4 separate regions of the Mus musculus genome follow, and regions 1, 3 and 4 are each linked to region 2. The links are chromatin contacts, called in public ChIA-PET and promoter capture Hi-C maps. All regions are on one chromosome and are shown on one strand. The core of a region is the stretch at or near the end of the contact, and the rest is flanking DNA. Distances in the headings are between cores, read along the strand shown. Region 1 holds the start of Chst1 (carbohydrate sulfotransferase 1). Region 2 holds the start of Prdm11 (PR domain containing 11). Region 3 holds the start of Cd82 (CD82 antigen). Region 4 holds the start of Tspan18 (tetraspanin 18).

The links. Promoter capture Hi-C pulls out the DNA fragments that hold promoters and counts their contacts. ChIA-PET counts read pairs in DNA pulled down with a chosen protein or histone mark. Capture Hi-C pulls out chosen DNA fragments and counts their contacts.
Region 1: a promoter capture Hi-C map of stem cell-derived epiblast-like cells shows a contact between it and region 2, with 2.5 times the contacts expected there. The contact joins the promoter of Chst1 here to the promoter of Prdm11 in region 2. A contact is called at or near these places in 5 of 39 promoter capture datasets (the 3T3-L1 cell line, embryonic stem cells, hippocampal neurons and 2 more), 1 of 484 Hi-C or Micro-C datasets (fibroblasts) and 1 of 115 datasets of contacts at active chromatin or transcription factors (embryonic forebrain).
Region 3: a contact with region 2 is called in an RNA polymerase II ChIA-PET map of memory CD8 T cells, with 48 read pairs. The contact joins the promoter of Cd82 here to the promoter of Prdm11 in region 2. A contact is called at or near these places in 18 of 39 promoter capture datasets (the 3T3-L1 cell line, 3T3-L1-derived adipocytes, the C10 cell line and 12 more), 10 of 484 Hi-C or Micro-C datasets (CD4 T cells, CD8 T cells, embryonic stem cells and 3 more), 7 of 115 datasets of contacts at active chromatin or transcription factors (astrocytes, bone marrow-derived macrophages, craniofacial prominence and 4 more) and 3 of 9 other capture datasets (adipose tissue, embryonic stem cells and liver).
Region 4: a promoter capture Hi-C map of pancreatic islet shows a contact between it and region 2. The contact joins the promoter of Tspan18 here to the promoter of Prdm11 in region 2. A contact is called at or near these places in 1 of 39 promoter capture datasets (embryonic stem cells), 3 of 484 Hi-C or Micro-C datasets (cerebral cortex and embryonic stem cells), 1 of 115 datasets of contacts at active chromatin or transcription factors (embryonic stem cells) and 3 of 9 other capture datasets (adipose tissue, liver and pancreatic islet).

Annotation. Positions count from the first base shown.
Region 1 is chr2:92,595,363-92,601,613 of GRCm38.p6, forward strand. It overlaps Chst1 (carbohydrate sulfotransferase 1), which reads left to right and starts at 4,345. Exons shown (of 3, transcript NM_023850.2): 1 at 4,345-4,786.
Region 2 is chr2:93,041,302-93,047,499 of GRCm38.p6, forward strand. It overlaps Prdm11 (PR domain containing 11), which reads right to left and starts at 4,864. Exons shown (of 8, transcript NM_001368848.1): 1 at 4,678-4,864.
Region 3 is chr2:93,458,726-93,464,644 of GRCm38.p6, forward strand. It overlaps Cd82 (CD82 antigen), which reads right to left and starts at 3,777. Exons shown (of 10, transcript NM_007656.5): 1 at 3,605-3,777. All of the region lies in intron 2 of Gm10804 (predicted gene 10804), which reads left to right.
Region 4 is chr2:93,331,156-93,337,324 of GRCm38.p6, forward strand. It overlaps Tspan18 (tetraspanin 18), which reads right to left and starts at 3,332. Exons shown (of 10, transcript NM_183180.2): 1 at 3,117-3,332.

The DNA.
Region 1 (6,251 bases), core at 3,095-5,594, 450 kb before region 2:
TACCTTGGCAAGAGTTTTCGGGACCACGTGAGGTTGAAGGAAGGAAGATAAGAGCCTGGAGTTTGCCTGCTCTGTCCTGATCCTCACTGCGGATCGCTCTGCCTCCCTTTCCTGGTCAGACTCAGGGAAGCCAAGGGCCTCTGTGGGTGGTGTGGAGCTGGGAGCTGTTCAGTAACAAGTGTGTCACAAGATGGCTGATCAGAGCAAGCCCATTAACTTCTCTGCTCCCTCCCTTTCAGGATTTGGTGGCTTCCTCTCTTCTCCCAGGGGGACTTGGTTCTGTAACTGAGAAGGAGGGGACTTTCTTTTGGAGTGGCTTGAAGGAGCAAGATAGTCAAGAGGGAGGACTTTTGTCCCGGGCCCCTCAGCCTGGATTTGAGACCAGAGGTTAGAGGTTACAGCTGCCAGCAGGACAAGCTATTTGCTGTGAAGGTCACTGGAGACTAATATAGTATTGCTGCTTTGTGCCACAGGGCACTGGGAAGGTGGTACTTTTCCTGCATCTTGGGAGGAGGGAAACCCACCTTCAAGCCCCCTCTGCAGAAGCAAAGAACACAACAGATGACAGGTGGTGGTGGCTGCTGATCGGCTGGTCTGGGAACAGCACAGTGTCCCTCTGAGGAATTCACAGTTCTGTGCATATAGCAGAGAGGCAGCTTTCAAGGGGCCTCCACTGGAGTACTTTGTGGGCTCAGTCAAGTGTTTTCAGCGCTGGTGTGTCCCGTTGAAGCTATGCGTGCACCAGGGCTGGCAACCTCTGGTCACAGAGAAGATGAGGGAACAATCACATTCTGTAATGCTGAGGGCCTAGCAAGTGTCCAGTCACAGGTAAGGTTTCAAACACTTGTTTCCGTCTATCCATGGAGACATTCCCTCCAATTTATCCAGAAAAGGAGCGCATCTGAAGCGGGGCAGAGGCAGAAGCAGGAAGAGTATGAATTTGCTCTTTCAGTAAGCAATAGACTCGAGTTGAGGCTAACTGTGCCTCCTGTGTGGCCTTGGGTAAGTCATTTGCCCTCTTTGGACCTCAGTGTCTCCATCAGCACTCACAGAGTGACGTTTCTTTGCAGGAGTCCTTTTCCTCTACCTGCAGGGTCTACCTACCCTGTGCAGGGTGGGGTCTGGTTAGGACTTTTGCTATAGGTACTGAAGCCGATGGGCTTGGAAAGACTGCTGGGATTTGCCCTCTGCAAGCTTGTATTCTTGTCAGTGTCCCAGGGAGACCTGGGATGGAGACCTTCTGCTGCGCATCCTCAGTCAAACCCCGGGCCATCAGTCTCCCACGACAGACTGAAGAGACAAGGAGGGCGGCCCAGACCGCCACCAAATGGACCCCTGAAAGAGATTGAAGCACCACAGTGCCAACCCCCAAACCCCTTAACCCATTTCCAATCGCCTCTGAGACCAGAAGGCCGGGGAAGAGGAGAAAATGCGTAGTTTTGAATTCTTGGGGGACGGAGCGGGCTCTATTCAAGGAGGCTTCTATGTTTGGGGGCTCTGAAAGTCCCATCCTCAGGTTTACCTGGCATCCTGTCCCTCCTTAGGAAGTATCCTTGAGCCAGGCTGGCCCAGTGTGGCCCCAGTGAGGTGCCCTGGCTTGGCTACTGTGTAGTAGCTAAGCAGTTCTGCAAATTGGGCAAATCCCAGGACTCATTAGTCCTTAAAAGAGGGAACGACAATTCCTGCCACATCAGGCTACTTTTGAGGCTCCAACAAAATAATCCCCATGTGGCGAAGAGCTCAAAGCCTGGCTCAGGGAGGGGGAGAGCCCCGACGTCAGCCATTGCTACAGTCTTCTTAGCTACTGTCTGTCAAATGGCAGGCTGCTTGCTGTTTCCTCCTTTGCCTTGCATGCCCTGTCCACCCCACAGCTATCGTTCCTGGAGTTAGCTCCTTCTCCAGGAAGCCCTTCCTGAAAGACATTCGAAGGCTGCATCTTCACCTGACTTCCCAGGCCACTTAGAAAAACGCAAATTTTCAGTGACCACTCTTTCTAAAGGGTTTTTTGTTTTTTGTTTTTTTTTTTTTTCACTTTTGTTTTAAACTCCGCCTACGTGTGCATGTGTCTGTGTATGCGGATGTAGGCCAGAAGAGGGCGTCAGAACCCCTGGAGCAGGAGCCACCCGCATTTGTGAGCTGTTTGCCATGGGGGTTGAGAACTGATATGCTCTTCTAGTGGAGGCATCACTGCATCCCCTCCCCCACAGCGCCTTGCACACAGTAGGCACCTAAGAAACATGTTTTTGTTATATGGGGGCAACCCCAGGTAACTGGGAACAGACTCATAGTACTTCTGAGGACCCAGGTCTGTGTCTACTTTCAGAGTTTAAATATATTTCTCCCCAGTTCTTTACATTTTAACCTCACTGTCCTCTCCATCCAAAATATAGCAAAGTTTGAAAAATGACTTGCTGGGATCAGAGAGTGGGAGATAGAGGAGTTTCTAAGCCTGGACTATTCTGGGGTAGCTGAGATTCAGGCAGGGATTAACCTAGGTGAAAGAGATGGTTCTGGTTCATCCAGGGTGACGGGGGGGGGGGGTTGGTGGGGGGGGGGTGCAGGCTGTCCATGGACAAGTGGGAGGGGCCTGAAACCTGGAGTGTTCTTGCAAGGCCAGCTTTCTCTTCTTGGTCATGTCAAAACACAGCCACTTACCATGGAGGTGGGCAAGTGACTAAAGCCCTGTGATGCTGGGGCTGAGGTCTGGTGCCCTATAGCCCTGGCTGCAGAGGGTGGAGGTGGGGGTGGGGGATGCCGGGTACAGCTGCAGCTGGAGCTGCTGCATCAGGGATGTCAGGAAAGGCGATGTTAGTTGTCTTCTCTGAGGAGGTGGTGGGGGACAGGAGTTTATAGTTAGGGGTTGGCAACTGTAACCAAGACAAATGACCATGTGGCCTACTGGGACCCTTGGAGCAGAGGTCTTCACGTCATCTGGTTCCATGTGAAGCCTTTTCTGAAGATATGCCCCTTGGGGTCTCCGGGAGACTCCTAGACATTATGTTATTCCCTTCTTAGCGAACAAGTAAGCATCCACCCAAGCTAACATGGGAGCTGTTGCCCTAGGAGATAAGAAAAAGCACCTCCATTTTTCCTCGTGAGGAAACTGAGGCACGGGTGGGGGAGGACTGCATCACATGGTCACACAGCAGACTCACAAAGGCTCCTCTGCACTGAGAACTTCCAGGTGAATATAACCTCATTAAAAAACAAAACAAAACAAAAAAAAAACCCGTTGTTCTCTGCACCGTATCAGGAGTGACAGACGGATGGACAGATCGTGTTCTAGGAGACGTAAGAGACGGTGGAGATGGAAGCCCACTCCTTTGGACGATCGCTACCACTCTGGACAAAGTCTACTACTGCCTTTGGTCCAGAGCCCTGCAAAGTACCTACACATCTTCAGATGGGAAACAGGTCAGGATGGGGTCTGGGTTTGTGCGCATGGACACCTTGGTGGCCAATGGTAGAAGTGGGTTTTCCCTCCTCTTCAGTTCAGGGCCACAGGCATTCCTCTGCTGGCTTCATTTTTCCTCCAGGCCACACTGAGGGCTCAGGGGTATGTTTCTCTTGTCACTAGCTATAGTGTTCGGTGCTTCTGACATGCAGGAGATGCTCAGTCGATATTTATGCAGAGAACGAAGGACCACTGTAGTGCCAGGGCTTTGCCGCTGTCCTGGTCCCACAAGTGCAGCTTGTGGACTGGTAACTACCTGGGAAGACAGATGCAGCCTAGGAGGAAGGGGCTGGGCAGGATGGAAAGCTTCCTCTAGCAAAGGAACTCTAGTGTCCGACTAACTGGCCAGCTCCACCCAGCCCCTGCTGAAAGGGGATGACAGGATCTGGGGCAAATGAAACATTTCTTTAGTTGTGGGTGATGGAAGAGAAGCAGGGGCATGTAGTGGAATATCGACTTCAGTTCTGGGTTTGGGAGTCTCTGATTGCCCTGGCTGGGGAAAGGAGCCAGGGTCAGGTTGGGGCTGTAGCCAGACTTGGGTATCCAGAGGCTTTGGCTGCATAGATAGAGCCATGCCTTCGCTAGGGCGGGTGTAGGGGGAGAGGGCAGGCCAAGAGGTACCCGTGCTGCTGCCGCTTGGCCTCCTCAACTCGGGGGTGGGGGGTGGGGGGTGCGGGGTGGAGGGTGGGGGGTGTGGCTGCCTCGGCCCGCCGGTGGGTTGGCTCCGGAGCCCTGCTAGTGGGGGTGTCCCGGCGCTCCCGGCCTGGGCTGCGCGGGGGGGGGGGGGGCGGGAGGGCGCGCGCTGACGGGGTCGGGCGGAGAGGGGGCGGGCGGCGCTGGGGGTGGAGCCGGGACCGCAGCGCCTGCCACCCGCTAGCTCGGCGCTGAAGCAACCACCGCTGCTTTTGACTCCGAGACGCAAGGAGGGTACTCCGTGAGGCTCTGGCCTCCGAGGCTGCTGCTGTCCTCCGGAGACTGGGGCTGCAGTGCTCGGTGTCCCGGTGCCTGGCCCTGATCTCTCTCTCTCTCTCTCTCTCTCTCTCTCTCTCTCTCTCTCTCTCTCTCTCTCTCTCATCAGGAAAAGGCACTGTGCAGAGCGAGCCACCCGGAGCTAGCGCCCCCGAGCCATGGAGAGGGGCCCGTGAGGGACGCGCGGAGGCGGAGGAAGAGGCTTGGGAGGAGGGAGGCCGAGGAGCAGGGCGCGGGAGGAGGAGGATGCCGCCGCCACCTCCACCGCCACCACCACCCGCGGGCCCCCGGAGAGCCTGACTCTAGACTAAGGATGGAGCCAGCGCTGGGCGCTGCAGCGGCTCCCGGCGCGCCCGCCACCAGGTATCGGCCGGGTCTCCCGGGCCCCGGGGCAGGCGGGAACGGACTGCACCGCAACAGCCGGGAGGGGCGGGGGCGCGGGCGCGGCGGGAGACGCCCCTAGCTCAGGGCCGGTGTCTCTGGGCGGTGCGCGGAGGCGGTGGCTAGGGACCGCAGAGTGCTGGGCGCTGGGAGAGGTTGGCTGGGGCTAGTAGCCCTCCGGAGAGCTCCGCGATCGCTCCTGACCTCCTCCTCTGGTGAGGGCAGCAAACTTGGGATAAACGTCTGCCCGGGGCTCCTGTTCTGCTGCTGCGGTACCCGCTCGGGTGTCTGCTCCGGGTTGATCATGCAACAGCCTGCTAGACCCGAGCGGCCGAGGTTGCCAGAGACCCTGAGGTTCCCGTGCCTCCTCTAACTTTACAAACCAGGCTTACACCCTGAGGCAAAGCACTGTCCCGGCCTCTTGCTTATAGCCTCGGTCTTGTATCGGCTTCTACTATGCTGGTGATAGGCTGGGCCCTTAGGAGACTAGGGCTGCCTGACGGTGCAGAGCTTCCCCCCACGCGAGGCCAAAACAATCCTAGCACCTCTCTGAGTAGGATATGGGGTGGTCAGCTTCTTTCGGGGTCCAGGGAGGGACACGGTGCTTGACTTTACAGTAACAGTAGACAGTGGCCCTAGCTGGAATCTATGGGTTAAAAGGCCACGCTATCTGAGGAAGGAAGGTCCTGCTAGGATGGCACCTTGGCTTGATTTCAGGTACCTCACCATGTCACCTCTCCCTACTCCAGGTCTGCCTCTTTTTAAGATTACATTCCTAGTACCCACTTCCTGATGGGCTTAACCGTTTAAGCAAGAGGCTTCTGGACACCAAGGCTTTTGGGGTCCAGGACCAGGGATGTTATAGCTGACTGCTGAGAGGTTGAGGCTGGGACAGGGGAGGTGCATGTCCAAACAGTGACAGGAATTCAGCCCACTGTCTTCTGGAGCCTAGGGACATAGGAAGACACCTATGGTGGAGGCAGGAGGCAAGCATCCTGGCTGAGCAGAGAACTGGGAGCCACTTGGGAAACCCAAGGATACCAGTGGATGTAAGAGGCAAGTTGAGATGGGCTCATAGGCTAGGGAGATACTTTCCGGGGTTTCTTAGCCCTTTAGATGGGACCAGGCTGTCTCACAAAGAGATCTTACCTGGCAGGCAGTTCCCAGGCCCCAGTCCCCAGTAGCTGCCACACTTGTAGGCATCCTGATGACCCTGTTTCTTTTTCAAAGTGCTTCTATCGTCATGACTCACACTCTGGAGTCACCAGGGAGGTATCAAGCTTCCACCCTAGTCTATTCCCCGCCCTCTTGGGTCTTTAGGGAGCTGCCAGGAAAGGAGGGGGTGGATATGCCCTTGGTCTTGGACCCCTGCAGGAGCCTAGTGTGACAAACTTTCATTGCTTGCTGGTGGGTGAGTTGGCTCGAGACCAGCAGTCCAGGTCATGGT
Region 2 (6,198 bases), core at 3,614-6,113:
CCTTTCCTGGTGCCTAGCTGAGCGCGGGCCTATGAGTTGTGTAAGACAAGGGCTGGGTGGCCCCAAGCCTAGCACGGCAAGAATATATAAGCTTCAGGTAGGAACAAAGGGCAGGATGACACCCAGGCCCAGGCTTCCCCTCCTGCAATCCTTTTTTGGGGTGCTGGGCTGAGGGATATCACTAGTGTAGGTACACTGTGCGTGTGAACATCAGCCCCCTTGGTATCAGCAGATACAAATCTGCAATAGGAAATAGGCTTTTTAAAAATAACAACACACATTTTTTTTCTTCTGGCTTTTTTTTTCTTTCTGCACGGCTTGTTTTTCCGCCATGGCCCCTGGGCCAGCTGCCGAGAAGCCCCTCCCTCCCTGGCCCCACTCTGAGAACATGAGGCTCTGGGGCCTCCAAGGACTTGCAGGCTCCAGCCAGAGGTGGAGATTACCAGCCAGCTTCATTCCCTCAAGCCCCACTCCCAGGTACTCCTGGGCCAGGCACTCCTCTGCTCAAAAGTCTATATTAGAGGGGTGTCCAGAACGGTCACTCACCCCACACGACACTTTCATAGAGATTGCTCTATGATATACCCTTTCCACCCTCTCACACCCACACACACTCACCAGCCACTGCCTCTCCAAGGCTGGCCACAGGTCCCTTCTCCACATTGATGCCTCCCCCCTCCCCTGTCTCCGTGTGTGTGTGTGTGTGTGTGTGTGTGTGTGTGTGTGTGTGTGTCTGTGTGTGTGTGTGTCTGTGTGTGTATGGACCCTATCCAGGGAGCTCCCAGGGTCCTCTGCCTTTGCTCCAAGTGGCTGCTTTCAGGTGACATCCCACTTTCTGATCCTGACTGTGCCATAAGCTCTATACCTCTCACCCCACCTCTCAGAGCCTCAGTTTCCCGATCTGTAAAAACTTGTGGGTATCTCCAGAACAGGGATGTAGTATGGAGTGGCTAGCACTTGAGTGTACCCTAGTGATAATGGTTCACATGTTTAAAGAGGCAGGATTTGAAGACATGGGGCCTATTAGGAGGTCCCTGGGTTTCTCTTTCTCTCTCTCTCTCTCTCTCTCTCTCTCTCTCTCTCTCTCTCTCTCTCTTTTGTGTGTGTGTGTGTGTGTGTGTGTATCCTTAATGAGACTTCTTCCAGACTCTTTGTCTTACCATGTGATCTCCCCTGTCACATGCCCCTCCACTGTGCTATCCAGCACAATGAAACACTCCAAAGACATCTCCCTGGAGCTGGGGCCATGCTGTTTGGACCTTCAGATTCCAAAACTGTTAGCTAAATGAATGCCCTTGCCTCAGACAGTAAACGGCCTCAGGTGATACACAGTCTTGAGAAACTGACTTATACAGGACAGAGCTGCTTAGTGCCTGACAGGTGTAAGCCCTCGGGGACACTAGCTGATATCACCACCATTCCTTTCCCACCCTTGCACTGAATCACCCCTTATGTCAGCAGAGATCTCGGGGCCTCCCATCTCATCCTCTATCTCTCCTGGAATTGCCTATCATAGTTCTCTGGAGCTCAGTGCCACTGGGTCCAGACACCTGCAAAGACCAAGAGCTTTGCATCTGCCCTCGACCAGTGACTTACTGCTGCATCTGAAACCTTCCTGCTGGAACTGCAGCTCAGGGAGGCTCGGAGCACACTGCCTGTCCTCAGTCAGGGCCAAGTACTCACAGAGGGCATTCACCCAGCAGCTCTCAGACACAAGCCTCTTACCTAAAACAGGACCCATGGTCTGGTGACGATGAAAGATCATCACTAAGTAACAACAGGAATCCAAGGAGACGAGGATGAGACCAGAAACACCTGTAACCCAAGTTTAGCCTAACCCAGAAAGGCTTCCTGGAGGAGGTGACATAAGCTATCCTGTAAGAATAAGCCAACCTGGGTCTCAGTGGTTTCAAACAACAAAGGTCTATCCCTCAGTTGTACTGCACATTTATGGTGGAGCACCAAGGTACACTGCTCATGGAATGACACAGAAGCAGTTCCAATTCTGCTATCAGATGCCACACCACCAAGAAGGAGATCTTAGGAGAGTCTTGCATTGACAGCTAACTGCTTTGAGCCACAATCAACTCATGTCCCAGACTCACCAGCTAGTCACATGGCCTTGACCTAGAATAAGAGGACTGAAGGCAACCCTGTGGTATACCTGGAGCTGCTGGAAATATTTTTAGGAGGGCAATAAAGACCACCAGATACAGGGGCTGGAGAGATGGCTCAGAGGTTAAGAGTACTGACTGCTCTTCCAGAGGTCCTGAGTTCAATTTCTAGCAACCACATGGTGGCTCACAACCATCTGTAATGGGATCCCATGCCCTCTTCCGGTGTTGAGTGATTGTGTGCTCACATAATAAATCTAAAAACAAAAACAAAAAGTAAAGGCCAGCAGACATTTCCACACCACTCTGCCCCTCACTGTCTTTCATTCATTCATAAATCCTAGGTCAGGATCCAAGAGAGGCTGGCCAGGGCAGGCTGGGCTGGGCTGGGCAACAGAGAGGTGAGAAGGGCAGGAGATGAGGCTGAAGATAAGGGAGAGTCATGTTATAGGCTTTACAGTTAGCAACAATTTGATCCTTTATCAGAAGTGCACCAGGCAGACTGGAGGGGGAGCGGGAGCAGGAACTAGGGAGACTGAGGTGACCCCAATTGTACCACGGGGAACAGGGCAAGAGCAGGTGCCTTATCTCAGACCCTAGCAGTTGTCCTGGGAACAGGAAGTACTGTTCCCCAGTGTGCTAGTGGGGAGAAATTAGGAAGCCAGGATGGGTTGGATTCACTAAAGAGAGCTCCCTGGGCTTGCAGATGGGTGGACTGACTGGATGAGGCAGGCAGGGACACACTGAGATCAACCCTGGAGGAAGCTTATGGAGGAAAGCCAAGTGAGAGACCACAAAGGCAGCATAACTCCAACCCCCCAACTCCTCTTCCAATAGTCTTTGCCTCTTTCAGGCTTTCTGATAATCCCACATTGAATCTAAGTGAAGAGTAAGCCAGATGAAGGACTCTCATCAGACACCTCGGAGAACCAACCTAAGAAACATTTGGACCAGAAAGCTCCAGGCTGGGGGTGATGGCCGTGATGACAGAGCAAGGGCCCCTGGGACAAGTGTTCCTCATTTTTGAGACGGATACTCAGAAGGTACCACACCCTGAGAGCATCTGCTCCTTAGGGGCACTGTTAGTTAGGGGCTGGGTGGAGCAGGCTGGGGTCTGGCAATCGTGATTCCCAAAATGGTTCACAGAGCATCGCCCAGGATCACAGCTCTAGATTCTGAAACCAGGAGTCTGACCCTGGGCCAGGTACTTAATTGATCCTATCTCAATGCTCTCCCAGCTGACTCCCACACAGGCTGTACTGGACCCACTGCAGGGAAGGAGAATCCCCTTGAAGAGATCAACTACAGCCCTGCAAAATCCAAAGCCCCGTGGGAAGGATCCTGAAGATGTCCTTTCCAAGAAACTAAATAAACCAGGGGGTCTGGGCCATATGCCCAGAAGGTTCCCAGCAGAGACCATACTCCGCTCCCCAGGGATGAGGGGGATATGGGACTTCTGACCCATACACCCTACACCATCAACCAAGACCTAGGAAAGTCCCTGCCTTCCTCTTCGGGGGACAGGGGTGCCACGGGAATCACACTTCATGGAAAACTATTCTGCTTCAGATAGACAAAACTCCCAAAGTTTATAGGGTTCTCAAGATGAAAAGAAGGCTCCCTTCACTGCTCGCAGTCCCCACGCACAAAGGACTGGGCGTGCTTCTTTCTGATCACTCTTAATCACAGACCACGGCTGTCCTCCACACGAAGCCATGGTCAAAAAAAACAAAAGACAGACTTTCCTTCTCTAGGTCATCAACTGATTCTAAGGGTCTGAGCTCCAACTCAGATGGGCTCAAGACACTAGCAACTTTTTGCCTTATTAGCCCAAGGCTGCTCAGTAGTCCCTGCAGCGACTTGCCTAGGGCACGCTGGCCTTGACAGAGGAAGGTCATTGGCCACCAAGTTTCTGCAGTTTCTGCATCACATAGTACCTTGGGGACCGGGAATGAGGAGGTGGGGGGTGGAGACGACACTCAGGGGCGAATTCCCGAAGAGTCCGTGCTGCAACCAAGACTTAAAATAGATAAAAGGCACGCCCTCCCTCTGCCGCCCCAGGCCCGCGGCAGGTCACAGAGAGGCATGCGGTCCCTAAGCCCCCCAGCCCGGCCCCGAAGCACCGGCGACCGGGTCCCTGCAACTAGGCCAGCGGCTGCATCCCGCCCTCGCCCCGCCCTGCCCCCTGTCTACGCGCTCTCTTTGCGAACGCCGGGCCCGAACAGCCGCTCCCATTGGCCGGCGGCCGCGTCCGTCAGCGCGCGGCGGAGCCGAGGAAAAGGCTACAGTGGAACAAGGCGGGCGAGTGCGCGGAGGAAGGAGGCGGAGGCTGGGCCGCCCGAGGCCCGCGTCGGGCGGTGGCGACGACCTGCGGGCCCGGGCCACCTTGAGACCCGCCCCGCTTCCGGTGCTCCGGTCCGTGCCCCGTCGCCTGCCTGCGCCCCCGCTCCCCAGTGTCCCCGCGCGCTCTTCGCCGCGGCCCCCGCGCCGGTTGGCGAGCCGCCCAGCGTCTTCCGAAGCCATGTTCACGTTCATGGCCACGGTGGCCACCGGGCCCACTCACCTTCGCGGGCTCCCACGCGGGGCGGCGAGCCGGGCCGGGGCCGGGGCGGCGGGACGCGGCGGGACGGGGCGGCCGCGCGCGGGGTCCCCGGCCGGGCAAAGTTTCAGCGCCAGCGGCAGCGCGGCGGCGACTCGCTGCTGCTCTCCTCCCCTGCTTTGACCACCATCTTATTAGTACAGGAAATGACATGGAAAACGGAAGAAAGCGGCGTTTGGGGCAGACGCGGACCCCCCAATTCAGGGGGCCGGAGCCGAGCCTCGCTGAGCCCCGCGTCCCCCGAGCCGGCCCCGCGCGGGAGCTCGCGCGTCCCCGCCGCGCGCCCCACGGGGAGGGCGACGCTGCGGAGGAGGAGCGGGCTGCGCCAACTTTGTGCCTGGGATACTTTCTGGGGGTCGTGCTAGAAAGTTGTGGCGTTTGCGCAAGCCCATCCGAGGGTGCCTCCTGGCTCTGCCCGGCTTCGACGTTGTCGGTCTACAACCCAATAAATAGTCAGAGGGCGATAAATGCGTTTATAATTTTAACCCTTACAGGGTCCTCTTCCGGGCCCCTTTAACCCTTTGGTTGCTCAGCCGTTTGGAAGTATCAACTGAAGTTGGGTAACATGCGTCCCATAGAACACCAAGGGAAAAGGGCCCTGGGGCCTGTGAGAAAAATTAACTATTTACGTGGGGACTAAAGGGTGAGTGTCACTTGCTGTTCAGATCAAAGTACAGTACCAAATCTGAATACAAAGCTGGAACGGGACTGTGTCCTAACTTAACTTGCCTAGTGCCTCATTGTATCCATCTGCAAAATGGCACCCAGCAAGAAAGATAGTGAAGGGATGTAGTAAGGCTGGGGTGTTTAAAGGAAGTGTGAGTGGTCAGAGGGAACCAGAACAACCCTACCCCAAGCCCTTCTTTGTAATGACCCCAAGGGGAGGCTGCTGCAGGGTGGGTTCCCTGGCCGAAGGAGGGCCTCACCTTAGGCTGGAAGTTGCCAAAAAGGATTCTACCTGAGTAAGAGATCTTGGAAGGCCTGCCCAGTGCCAGGTAGTCCAGGAAGGTCCAGATAGTCCCAAGAAGGTGTCACCTCAGGGGAGCCGATTACCCAGGGAAAGGAGCTTCCACCAGGGCGATCCCAGAGGGCTTTCCAAGGTCAAGTACTCCTGAGGATGCTTTGCTTAGGAGACCTGATGGGGGCTGGGACAGGAGGCAACTTCTCTTATTTCTCTTGACCTTGGTAACATAAACGCTTCTTCGGCTCCCTTGTCTGTCACTTGCAGTATGACCTTGAGTGTCTGTAGCTATGACCCTGTTTCCTCTTCTTGCAAAGCTGTAAAGGTCCAGCTGCCAGCTCTAGGGTGAGCCCTGAGGGTGTATGTAAAGAGCCCAGAAGCAGCTGTAATGCTATGGAAATGGCTAGGTGCTTGCTGTGTGTCCACAGTGTAGCTTTCTGAAGCACCGGGTCGTGTGTGGGATATGGATGAAGACCTGGATCTGTGTATCCCATTGTGGCTCCAGCCCAGTCAGAAGTCTGTAG
Region 3 (5,919 bases), core at 2,527-5,026, 420 kb after region 2:
TTATCTACGTTCACACAGTGGACAAACTACCAGAGCTGGACTTTGTGACAAGACCAGAACGCAGGCCTCTGATCCTCTCAGCTGCTTTTACATGTCTGTCCTGTGTGTCTGTCATCTGCTAACAGGAAACACACTGTGGCGCAGGGGAATCCCAGGAGTGAGTCAGGAGTAAGTCAACTGGACAAATCCCAGCTGGACCCTGCAGGCCACTGGCTTCGGGGTTGACTCTTCTCAGTAAGACAACATCAGTGGCTGAGGGGAGGAGAGGAACAAACATATCCTGACCACTGGGCCCTGTTTACTTCTGGGCTTTCCCTTCTGCCTTCTCAGACCCAGGCTGGCTCTTTCCTGCTGAGATTAAACAGGTCACAACCCCATCCTGTCCCACAGAGGGGTTCAGGCTGAGCAGCCTGGGGTCTACCCACCCTTCCCGCCAGCGGCCTCTTGCAGAGCCAAGTCCTGACTGTTTGATGCTACTGATTATATCACAGATACAACCCACAGAGGAAGTGGGCATAATGGTTTAGAGCAGAGGTCTAGGCTAAACCTCTCGACAGGAGAGGTTTAGGAGAACCAGCAGGCCTCAGACCCTTTAAATCCAAAACCATGCTCAGGGCTTATGCTGCCGGGTCAGGTGCCACTCCCCCCACCCAATGTATGATGATCTGACCCTGTTTGGCCCTCTAGGGAAAACGGATTGGTCCCCACGGTGGAGGGAGTTGCCAACCAGTGGGAACTTCCACTTCTAAAATAAGGGGCTCTCCTGCATGTCAAACTTCAGAGCAGCCTCGGGGAACCAAAATCTACCCCTTGTGGGAATCTTGTGCCCAAATGACTGACCCTTCACTCCTGCCTTTTCTGCGCTGAACAGGGAAGCCTGGGTACTTTTCCTTCCCATCCTGATCAGACACTCACTGCTAACTGGCACAAGCTCCCTGACTGGTCCCAGACTCCACTCCTTCATGGTGAACATAGGGTGTTCTTGAAGGCCACATCCTGTCACTTAACAGCATTCACCCTCCCTGTGACTACCACCCACTTAGTGTGGTCGCCTTCTGAGCCCTGACTGTGCCCCATGGGCAGGGCATAGCTGGATTCCACCACTTTGGGCTGTCTGCAGTTCCTAACCTGTGGCCTCCTCTCACCAAAAGTCCCTTAGACTTCCCAGGTCCTCTACCCCTGCATATCTAGCACACGCAGTGTCAAGCTTTGGACCACTCCCCTGCCCTTTTTAGGCACCTCACTTCCCAAAACACAAGGCCAAGCTTTTCTCACTGGCATTCTGAGCCCTTCTGGAGTTTATCCTTCCTACCGTGTCTACTTTAATACTTGGAGAGCCCAGCCTTAGCTAGACCAGTGGCTCTCAACCTGTAGGCTTGACCCCTTTGGGGTTAAAAGACCTTTCACAGAGGATGCCCATGGGCATTGGAAAACACAGACACTTACACTACACTTAACAGTAGTAGAAGTGTAGCTATGAAGTAGCAATAAAAATCATTTAATGGTCGAGGGTCACCATGACATGAGGAATTGTATTAAAAAGTTGCAGCCAACTGTAGGAACCACCGAGCTAGACCAGTAACCCAGCCATTTCTCAAGATCTCCATTAAGAAGCTGACCCTGCTTTTGAGCATCTCCCTCTGTTCGAAAGACCTTCTGGCCCACCTTTCTGGTCCTTAAGGCCCCAAAGGTTCCTCTCATCCTTCCTTCAAATATCTTCTGTCACATCCCTGACTCAAGCCCCTTTCCAGACGCTGAGTGACCGAAGGGTATGGGCCATCGTTGTGCCATTGCTTGGCATTTCACGTCACAGAATGGGAGTGGTGGTGGGAGGGTGCTGTACACACCAGGCACAGTTGGTGCTGAATGTCTTCTTCTCCTGAGGGTGCACCCTCCTCACTGCAGCAAAGTCTCATCTAATGCCACCGAAAGGCTGACAGCCATGGAGCAGGCCAAAGATTAATCAGGGCTGGGGAGTCCAGGCAGAAAGTCCTGCTCAACTCTAAAGCCCATCCCTGCTACCCACTCTGATTCCCCAGAGATTCCTCACATATTCTGTGCCCCCCACCACACACAGTCTTTTCCACGTGGTCCGGCGGCCTTCAGCCAGGCTTTCCAGAGTACTTTCCAGCTGACTCTACAGCAGGGGCTCATCTCCCACCAAAATGCAAGGATTTCCCATGGGGCACCTTCCATATCTTCTGTGCCCAGCCCTGCTCATGCAGACCATGTGCCCTTCCTACCGTAAACTTGCAGTGAAACAGCCCATACCAGCCACTAAAGCCTCATAGACTACTGGGACTTCCCCTGAGCTAGCCCAAGCTGTGAGAGAAACTTCCCCAGGAGGGAGATGGGTTGGGGAGCCTCATAGCACCTCAGGATGAGGATAATGCTAGGCCCATGGACTCATTAAGCAGTTTTTTTTACAAGGGGGTGGGGGTCGTTTAAATTCAATACCCATCATCTCCAAGCTATGTTAGGGACTCAGGCCCTCCTTTGTCTAGGTAACACATTTCCTGACCCACAAAAGAACAAGATGACGTTGATGGCTGGTGTCAGTTTCTGACTCTGATGAGGTCAGGGATGGGACAGCTGCAGTTACCCACAAGCCTTCCAAACCAAGCCAAACCCCAAAGATGGGTTCATTTCCCAGAAGGAAGACAGCACACCACCTGCTCACTGACATCTCAGGAGCTTTGAAGTGAGGCTTCTGGGCACCCAATGGCCTGTCAGGCATGGTACACATAGTTTCACTTAATTCTTGCTACTACTGTTTGGCCATTGCTCCCCAAGTTACAGATGAGGAAACTAAGGTTTGGAGGGGAGTGGAATCCAATTAGGCTGAATCCCAAAGCCTAAATCCTTGGCACAGCCAGGACCCAGGACACACCCCACCATCAGAAGTGGAGCCCCTTCTGCACAAATACCTAATCCCTGGCACAGCAAGGAGCTCTCTTGGGTTTGGCTAGATTCTGAGCAGGTTTGGAAGGGTTTCCCCTTCTTCTCCCTATGCACCCCAAGAGAGAGTTTCTTCTGCTGCTATCCCTCCAGGCTCCTCTTCCAAACCAGCTCACCTGGAAAAGTTTGGCTAGGTTTCCACTCTTAAGTCCACCCAGTTCAGTGGTGCGCTCAGAACGTGGAAGGAGGAAAAGAACGGAAACTGCCTTGCTTTGGATTTGGAGTTCCTTCCAATAACCCAGGGCAACTTAAATCGTTTCTCTCAGTGACATTTTGCGGAAGTCGCTGAGGTCTAGCTACGCAATCTGAAAGCGAGTGTACTCACACACCACTGTGACTGTCACCTGTTAGCCCTCACATTCCGCTCGGAAGCTCATCTCAATCAACTTCCTCCTTCTGGAACCGGAGGAGATCTGGACTAGGGGCAGGGACAGGCCCGGGGCCACAGGGCTGGTGTGTGGGGCAGCCAGAACTAGGGAGTTCGGGACTCGGAGGTGAACGACCCTTCTCAGCTACTAAGTGCTCCAGCCTGTTACCTGTTGCCAAGCGGGCCCCACGGGCTTGGCGGAATGGGTCCTGCTAGGAAATCCGGACAAAGCTAAGTTTGCTTCCGATTATCCTGTCCCCTCCCCCAGGCTTCTCTTACCTGGTGCCTGGGTTCTGGCTACGCGCTTTAAGTCCCGCGTCTTCAGCTGGCGCCCCAACCCGAGTCTGACTGCGCAGCTTGGCTCTGTCCCTCCGTTTTCCCCCGCCACCCCCTCCCGAAGTCAGTCCAGAAGCTCAACGGCCTTGTCAGGCCACGCCACGCCCCCCAAGACCACGCCCTTGACACGCCCCCTATACAGTTCCCCTCTGGGCCCTGCGGGAGGTAGCACCAGGCTCCGCCCACCACAGCCTCCCGGTTCAATCAAACGGCCACACCCCTTAGCACAACACTGAGCTGGCTACCCTTTGCCAACCCTCCAGCTCTGCCCAGCCCTGCAGCCTGGTTCCAGCTCCAGATTAGAGGCGAGGCCACGTACGCGCCTTGCTCCGCCTGCTTTGGGCCTCCAGGGGATAAGGCCGACCTGGGACCCCAAGTCTGCCGCTCCAGTCTCTTCCAGCCTTGCGGAGTCTCACCCCCTATGGTCTCCCCCATCCTTCCCACTTCCCAACTATGCCGCTGGCGGTCCTCTGAAGCCCTCCTGTTCACCCCTTTGAGTCCATCACTTTCCCCAGGGGCTCACCCTTAGGCCTCCAACTGGGAGGCAACTCCCCGGCTCCGCCCTTCCCGGGGGATTCTCTGCTCCGCCCCGAGCCTGTTCCCCTTAGCAACCTGGCTCAGGGCTATAAGCCTGGGGCCCCGACGCTGGCATTCTAGGACGGGCGTATCCTGGTGCAACCCGGGAATGGCGTGGGAGCGTTCGCGTTCCAAGACCAGGTCTCCGTGTGGAGGCGGCTGGAGCCAAGCACTTTCTGAAAATACTAACAGCTACCAGTGGTTGAACTTTTGCTCAAAGACAGGATGAAAGCCAACAGCTGTTAAAACTCTGCTCTTCAGTCCCTACCACTCCTGGGCTACTTTATTTGTACCCATTTTATTATTTGCACCCATTTTACAGATGCACAGCCCAAGCTTTAGAGAGGGGAAGTCGTGGGCTAGAGTCTAACAGCAGAGTCGTTCGTGAACCATTCCAACGTCTCGAATCATACTTAATACTTGTCCTAGCTTTTCTGGATTTTGGTCCTTGAAGAAGTGGCCCAGGCCAGCCAGCTGTGGTACAGCAGGCTGGTGAAGGGGTGGCAGGAGAGGGCAGAGGGCCTGAGACCTCCATGGCTGGCTTCTTCTTTGAGAAAGTGGTCTGCCAAAGATCTCCAGATGTCTGACACATCACAATGCACTACAGACCATGGATCTGCCTCAGGCAGGTTACCAGGTTAACAAGCAGGGCCATTAACCTGTGAACTGCTGAAGTTCTTTAGCAACACATCTCACTGGCATAGCAGTACAAGCCTCTGAGGGGAGGGTGTGGATGTGCTTGCTTTACCAGTGGGGCGCTGGATGCAAGGCTGCCCAGTGGTTCTCAAAGCTGTTCTCACCCTAGAAGCCCCATCGCTGCCTGGGAACTTGTTAGGTTCATGTTTGGGGTTTGAGGCACCCAGAAACAACTCGGTGGGAAACTGCGGTGGTTTGCTTTCACAAGGGTCCCAGGTAATTCCGAGTCAGCTTTGTGGTTGAGAGCCACTGTTGGGCATAGGGTAGGCTGAGACTCACTCACAGGGCCTAGGTAGACCTAGCATCTGTGTTACCCAGGGCAAAGTAAGTGCCTTTAAGAAGGGACCCACAAAACCAAAGCCAAAGCAAACAAAACCCTAACCTAATAAAAACACATTATTGGTTTATGAGAGACAGACAGACAGACAGACAGCATGGCATGATGGATCAGGAGTTTGAGGCCAACCTTGGCTAAACAAGTTTGAAGCCAACTTGGGCTGCATGAAAAGGGAACAAACAAACAAAAGGATTAATAACAAAAATATTGTGACAGTGGCCATTGGAAATAACTTTTTATTTACTTTTGGTCTCATGTAGCCCAGGTTGTCCTCTATTTCCTGCTGCTGCTCCTCCAACTTTCTGAGTGTGGAGATGAGAAGAAATTGTATTTACCAAGAGCTCAGTCTAGTGAGGGACTAAGTCTGGGATGATGCTAAAAAAACGGAAGTCCCTGCACTTGGGAGGTAAAGGTGAGAAAGAAGATTGGGGATTCATGGTCATCCTTGAAAACGGGTTTTCTACCAGTGCGATGTAGGCCAGATTAGACCAGGTTAGACCAGATTAAAATAGATAAAGGCTACTCCTAGGCAGGTTCACCCTATCCCAAGGAAGTGGACCAGGGAAGTCACGAAGCAAGGCTCACACAAGGGGCTTTATAGGCCTTAGGTGAGGGATGACGATGCGATGCGTCAGCTAGGAGCTGGGAT
Region 4 (6,169 bases), core at 2,082-4,581, 290 kb after region 2:
CCAGGGTCCTTCTGATAGCCTACGTCAGCTGCAGACCCGGGTTTCACCATCACATTCCGTCTTTCTTTGTAAAAATAAAAACCAAAATCCTTGTGATCTGCCTCACTCCATCACATGGAGCACCGGCACTCGATGCCAGCCCTAGTGGCAGGAGGCACCCAAGCTGGCATGTTTGCCTGAGAACATTGGGTTGCAGGGATGCTCAGCAGCTGCCATCATCTGTTCTCTGGGGCCAAGTGCTGGGTGCTGCACTCTCTCTATGGAGTCCCAGCTGAGTTCAGACAACCAACCGTTCCTGATTCCCCTTTTCAGTGGTTGATGAAATGGGCCAGAAGAGCACCTCTCTCAACAGGGAGGGGTTGCTAAAATGTGTGGTCCAGCCGCAGGCCCTGGCTCTGCCCAGGGAATGGGGGTTAGATAGGCATCCAGACAAAGATGCCTGCACCAGCTGCTGTGACACTCCTAGCAGAGATGGGTCACACTCCCTTCTCTCTACCCCAACCTGCTGGATTGAGTGTGAGTCCACTGGGTTCTAGTACCAGAGGCTAAGCAAGGGGAGGCCAGGCACCCTGGTGAAGAACCAGCATTCTGTTCAGCTAGACCAGAGGCAACATCCAGCTTGGTTGTCCAGAATCCCAAAAGGCTTCCCTGGATTTAAGTCACAAGACCCCTCTATCCCCAGAGCTGTTTACAGAGAGGGAAGAGGGGCCACTGAGAAAGTGGTTCATCTAAGGCCTCCATGAGAAGCTAACTGGTTGGATTTCAAATCTGCCCTTTCTCCTCTACCAGCCCCTTCCCACAAACCCCCCTAATATCTTGACTCCAAACCCAACCAGTCCCAAGTCCAAAGCACTAAAATGTCACTTAGATGGTAGGGGACTATTTCCAGCCTGGTGTGGAAGTTACCAGAAAACTGGGGGAGGGGTCCTTTCTGGATTCAGATCAGTCTGTCCTAGGTGCAAGTCCAGAGGTTTGTTTCCTCAAAGCTCCCTGGAGATTCAGTGATTGACTGGCATCTTGGTCTTGGGGACAGAGAGACAAAGAAATGAGCCTGGGCTTGGACTACTGAGAAGTCAGAAACTGGGGAATCTACCTGGAGTCCAAGAGACAGGACCAGAGGCAGGAGCAACTTTGGAAGGTGGAGAACCTCTATGTTGTCTTCAGTGTGAGGGCTGGGGTGAGTAAGGAGTAAAGAGAAGAGACAGCACCCAGAATCTGCAGGCCTTCGGGTTGGGAACATGCTAATACCCACGTTCCAGGGGTGGGCGGGGCTCTCCAACTAGGCTACACACACACACACACACACACACACACACACACACACACTGAGAGCCATTAAAACTAAAACAAACAACACTCTTCTTTTGTTTTCTGGCATGTCTTAAAGACAAACCCAGTGACAAGGGTCCCCACCCTTTCCTTTGCCTCTCTGCGTTGGCTCTGCCATTCCAAACAGAAGCCAGGCAGATAGGATGATCTGTCTGATGGAAACTTTGTCCTGGATGGGGGTACTAGCTGTATCCAATAAACACATGTGGTTTCTACCCAGGCTGAAGGCAGGACCCCATCTGTATCTTGGGGACCCATTCCCAACACCTGTGTGTGTGTGTGTGTGTGTGTGTGTGTGTGTGTGTGGTGGGGTATATGGAATAGCTTGGATGGTGAGCACGAATTCCTAGCAAGGGCACATGAAAACTTCAGTCGGTGTGAAGCTACGGTCTCTGTGAGCTTATCTGTACTCTCTTGGGGGAACAGAGAGAAGTTTAGTGAGAAGAGAAGGCACCAATTCCCTCCAAAGTCCCCTCCATAAGAACAGCCTTTCACACAACAAAGATGACCCTTTCCACCCACACAATACAGGAGTCTAAGAGTACAGGAAGGAAGAAAGTGCGTTTTCACCAGCATGTGGGACGTGATCATAGAGATGCATGTGGGACCTCAGGCCCAGGACATGGAGTGCTCTCGGTAATGGGTGAGGAGTGTATCCCTTTTGATGAAACTATAGAAATTCCTATGCCCCCAATCTACCTATGCCCAGAGAGAGGACAAATCCTGCCCACCACGCCCAGAGATCTGACCAGGACCAGGACAAAAGATGCCACTTTTACAAAAATGGCTGGGTTTCAGTAACTTCAAGTAAATCCAACTAATGTTCTATCCTATTGTCTCCATGCAGGCTTGCTGTTCATGTAAACTTTCTTTTGTTTTTCTGGGTGTAAATTGTTCACTCATCCTTGCCAGCAGCCCACCTCATGACACTGATCCGTCTGATCGTTGCACATCAGTCTCACAGTGGGTGCACCTCCGTCCGATTCTCTGGGACAAGGTGGGGAGCTCCTCCAAACAGACCCCACGCGCATTGCCTTGGTCCATCTGCGGTTCCATGAGCTCAGAAACTCAGAGAAGCTCCTAGGCTGGTCTGGGAAGCCGATCTGGCCAGGGAAGGGCGCCCCCTGGCGAGACAACTCTCCCAGCGCAAGCAGGACCCGGAGCCCGCGCGCGCCCACCTCGGCCAGCCACGCTAAGGAACCCACGGCCACCACACCCCACATCCGGCCGCAAGGAGCTCCGGACCCGCCCGGGAACCTCCTAGGTCTCCACATCCACGGAGCTGGACATCTTCCCGCGCAAGGAATGATAACTCGGGTGCGAGAGCAAAATCTAGGAGCGTTCTCCAGGCCCTGCTACCAGGGTCCCACGAAGGCGAAGAGCGCTCGGTGCCCCAGCCCGATCGGCTGTCCGCCGCGCCCAAGCCCGGCTCCGTGTCCCCCGTTGTGACCTGCTTGTGTGCAGGGTCACTTGGGCTCACCCCTTCACTCTCGGTACAGCCCCGGCCAACACACCGGCTCTGGGAGTCCCACCTGCCGCCTTACTGTCGCCTGAGCCCCCGAGATCGCTGGGCGCAGAATGGCTGCACCTGACCTGGGCGAAGTCGCGACCCGAGCATGCTCCGGGTCACTCAGTGCGGCGCTGTCCCCGCCCCCAGGGGAGTCGCTTCAGAACTTGGTGGCCGCTTACCCGAGCGTCCTGGGACCCGCACTGATCTGGGATCTCCCCCGAAGCGCGCGGTATCCCGGGGCCAGTACGCACAGAGGGGCTCAGTGATTGAATCCTACCTGGCAGAGGCTCGGCCGCGGGGTAAAGTTTCCCCAGGCGCAGAGTGCGCTCGCAACTTGCGGGGCACCGGTAGTCCTGCGCCGCGGCGCTGGGCTAGGCGTCAAAGCGACAAGGAGCGGCGACGCCCGCTGGGGGCCAGGGCCGGGCGGCCTGGCGTGGCTGGGCTTCGGAATCGCACAGCGTTGCGTCCGCCTGCAGCTTGCAGCCCCTGAGACGCCGGCGGCAGCTGCAGCGGCTCACCCGCCACCGCCGCCGGCCACACCTCCCGCCACCCTCCGGCCCGCCCTCCCGCTCCCTCCGCCCCAGCCTCCGCCCCTCCGTCTCCTGTCGCCACTACTGCCGCCGCGGTGCTGGCGCGTCTCCGGGGCGGACACGGCTCTCATGGTCCACGGCCGCTCTCTCACCGGGTCCTAGAGCGTGGTTTCTGGAACTGTGCTCTCCCGATGTCCTCTGCACTCCTAGCCTCAATGTCTGAATTTAGGAGATTGCTGGAGAAGGGTGAAGGTAGCACGCTAGACTGGGACATTTATTCCCTGGAAGCTTTCTCGCTGTTATCACACCGTGTGTGGGACTGCAGGGCTGGGGTGTGGGATTCTCCATTGCGATGTCGCGTCTTGGTTTCCCACTTACTGCCAGGGAAGTACCAGATAGAAACCTGTGCAGCAAGCTCTATTAGGGTTCATTGTTGGTGCCTCCCAACCCCATCCGCTGTAAACTATAGCACTGCTAAGGACCAGACCAGTGAGAGGCTCTCACTTCATCCTCTCCTCCACTGGGGTTCACTAAGACAGCTAACCTATGCTATACAGAACCCATATAAAATTCACAAGCAGGCACTCAAGAGCCACAACCTAAGAAAGACTGTCATGAGAAGGCTCAAATCGTTGGCAGCAATTATCAGTGTCTCAGCTTTGAAAAGTCCTGTGAGGCCACACACACACAAATCAAACTACACTCTACAGGAGACCACTTGGCCCACTGATCTCACCCAGGACAGACACTCTTTGACTTCAGTGTGGAACTTGGTGAAGTCAGGATGCTAGACAGAGCTTTGAAGGGTAAACAGAAAACCAGACTTGGTATTTTCAAGCCCACAGTCCAAGAAGTAAAATGTCTAAGGTCTCAGGGCTGTTCCTTTGAACCACTTCACAGAGAGAGGCCAAGAAGGGGATTTGACAGAGGGGCATGCAGTTTCGAGAACAGTGGACCAATGGCGTAGGTGTGGAAGTCTGTCAATATATAGATACCTCTTCAGCTTCCCAAACAGAGTGTGTGTGTGTGGGGGGGGGGGGTGGGGCACGGAACCCTCTGGCTGAGAACCCTCACAGGCCCTTAACTCAAGGCTGCTGCTGTAAAAGACTGCTGCATGGGCCTCCTGGGAACCAAGAGGGGCATCCCAGAAACTTAAGCAGAATCAAGCTGTGAGGGAAAAGGCCCAGGCTTGGCAGACAGGAGGGGCCTTTAAAGATTAAGTTTTGACAAAAGCAGGCACAGTGTAGTTTAGGGGAGACAGCACAAGCTGGGGGCCAGCAAGATGGCTCCCTGCTAACAGGTACTTGCCACCAGCCCTGACTCCTGAATTCCACCCCAGAACCAACTAAGTAGATGGAAAGAAGATTGGGCCGGCTGTACATCTCACGTCCAGTTAGGACAGTGGATCTAACTCCAGGCCTCCGTTTCCTTCTGCCTCCTTGAGAACGTTAGTCTGACTGGGCCCAAGGATGACGGCTGCCTGCTTAAGTGCTTTCTTTAAATCAGCACTTATTTTATATTTTGTTTTACTTAAACGAGTTTGTTTTTAAACAGTGATATGTTCTACCACGGCCATAAATGGAAGAGCAGTGTCGGATTGCTATAAATAGAAGGATATCATAAAACAAATACAGTGCGAATAAAATGGTGTCATTAAACTCCAACAACGGATCTTCAGTCATAATAAAAGAAAGTGTAACAAGATGCCGCTGGCTGCTTTGGCTAAGAAGGGCTGAGCATCGCAGGGCTCACTCCCACTTGGAGTCCAGTGAGCGCCAAAAAGGTCACTAAAGACACATTAGCAACCAGCGTGGGACACCGCACACCAGGAAACATGATACCTGTATAGCAGAGACAGAAAAGTGCCTTTTTTCTCCCCCAAAATGGGGACCCTGGAAGTTTAGTCCCATGAGACATAAGACCACATTTTGATGCTGGGAGAGCTAGTCTCCTATTCATAGAACAATCTTAGTCTTAGTGTTTCCACATGCAAAGTTGAGCAAACAACCTGTAGGGTCCCTTCAACTGTTCTGTCGGGAAACCAAGAAAGTTCCCCAAATGGTGGCTTATCATGAGGTTTCAGGCAGGCAATGAAGTATTCCAAGGGGATGGAGTGGGGAGGGGAGAAAGACAGCCCAGGGGTGAAATGGAAGGGCCAGCTAGCTCTGACCAAGGAGATGCCAGGTTAGCACAGACCCAGAAGCCGCCAGGTTCAGAAGGCCCAGGATTCCTCATTTGCCCACTCCAAAGAAACCCCATGGGGATTCATCGTAGTCCAGCTACTTCATTGTCTTCATGGGGATGCTGAGAAAGATTGGTGGGGTTGACAGATGAGCATGGCAATAACATGGGGCCTCCTGACTCCTGGGTCAAGACCTCCCAACTCCCTGCATAGGGAGGGGTTTGATAGTTAATACCGTCAATTTGACAGAATCTAGACTCATCTAGAAGCTGGATCTCTATTATGTCTTTGAGGGAGTTTCTGAATTGGGTTAATGAAAGTGGGAGATCCTGGGCAGCACCATTGCATTGGCGGGGGTCCCCGACTGAGTAAGAAGAAAGCACCCACATCTCATCTCTCAGAGCCTCGATGGCGTGTGAATGTGGCCAGCTGTCCTGCCTTCCCCACTGTGTCTTCCTGGTGATGGACTAGTGTCCCTTCAAACTGTAAGCCAAAATAAACCCTTGCTTCCATAAGCTGATGCTCGCAGGCATGTTGCCACGGCAACAGGACAGTAATACTGGAAATATGGAAGAAATGGAGCTTGAAAATGCTCATCTCTCCCCTCAAGGAGGTTTT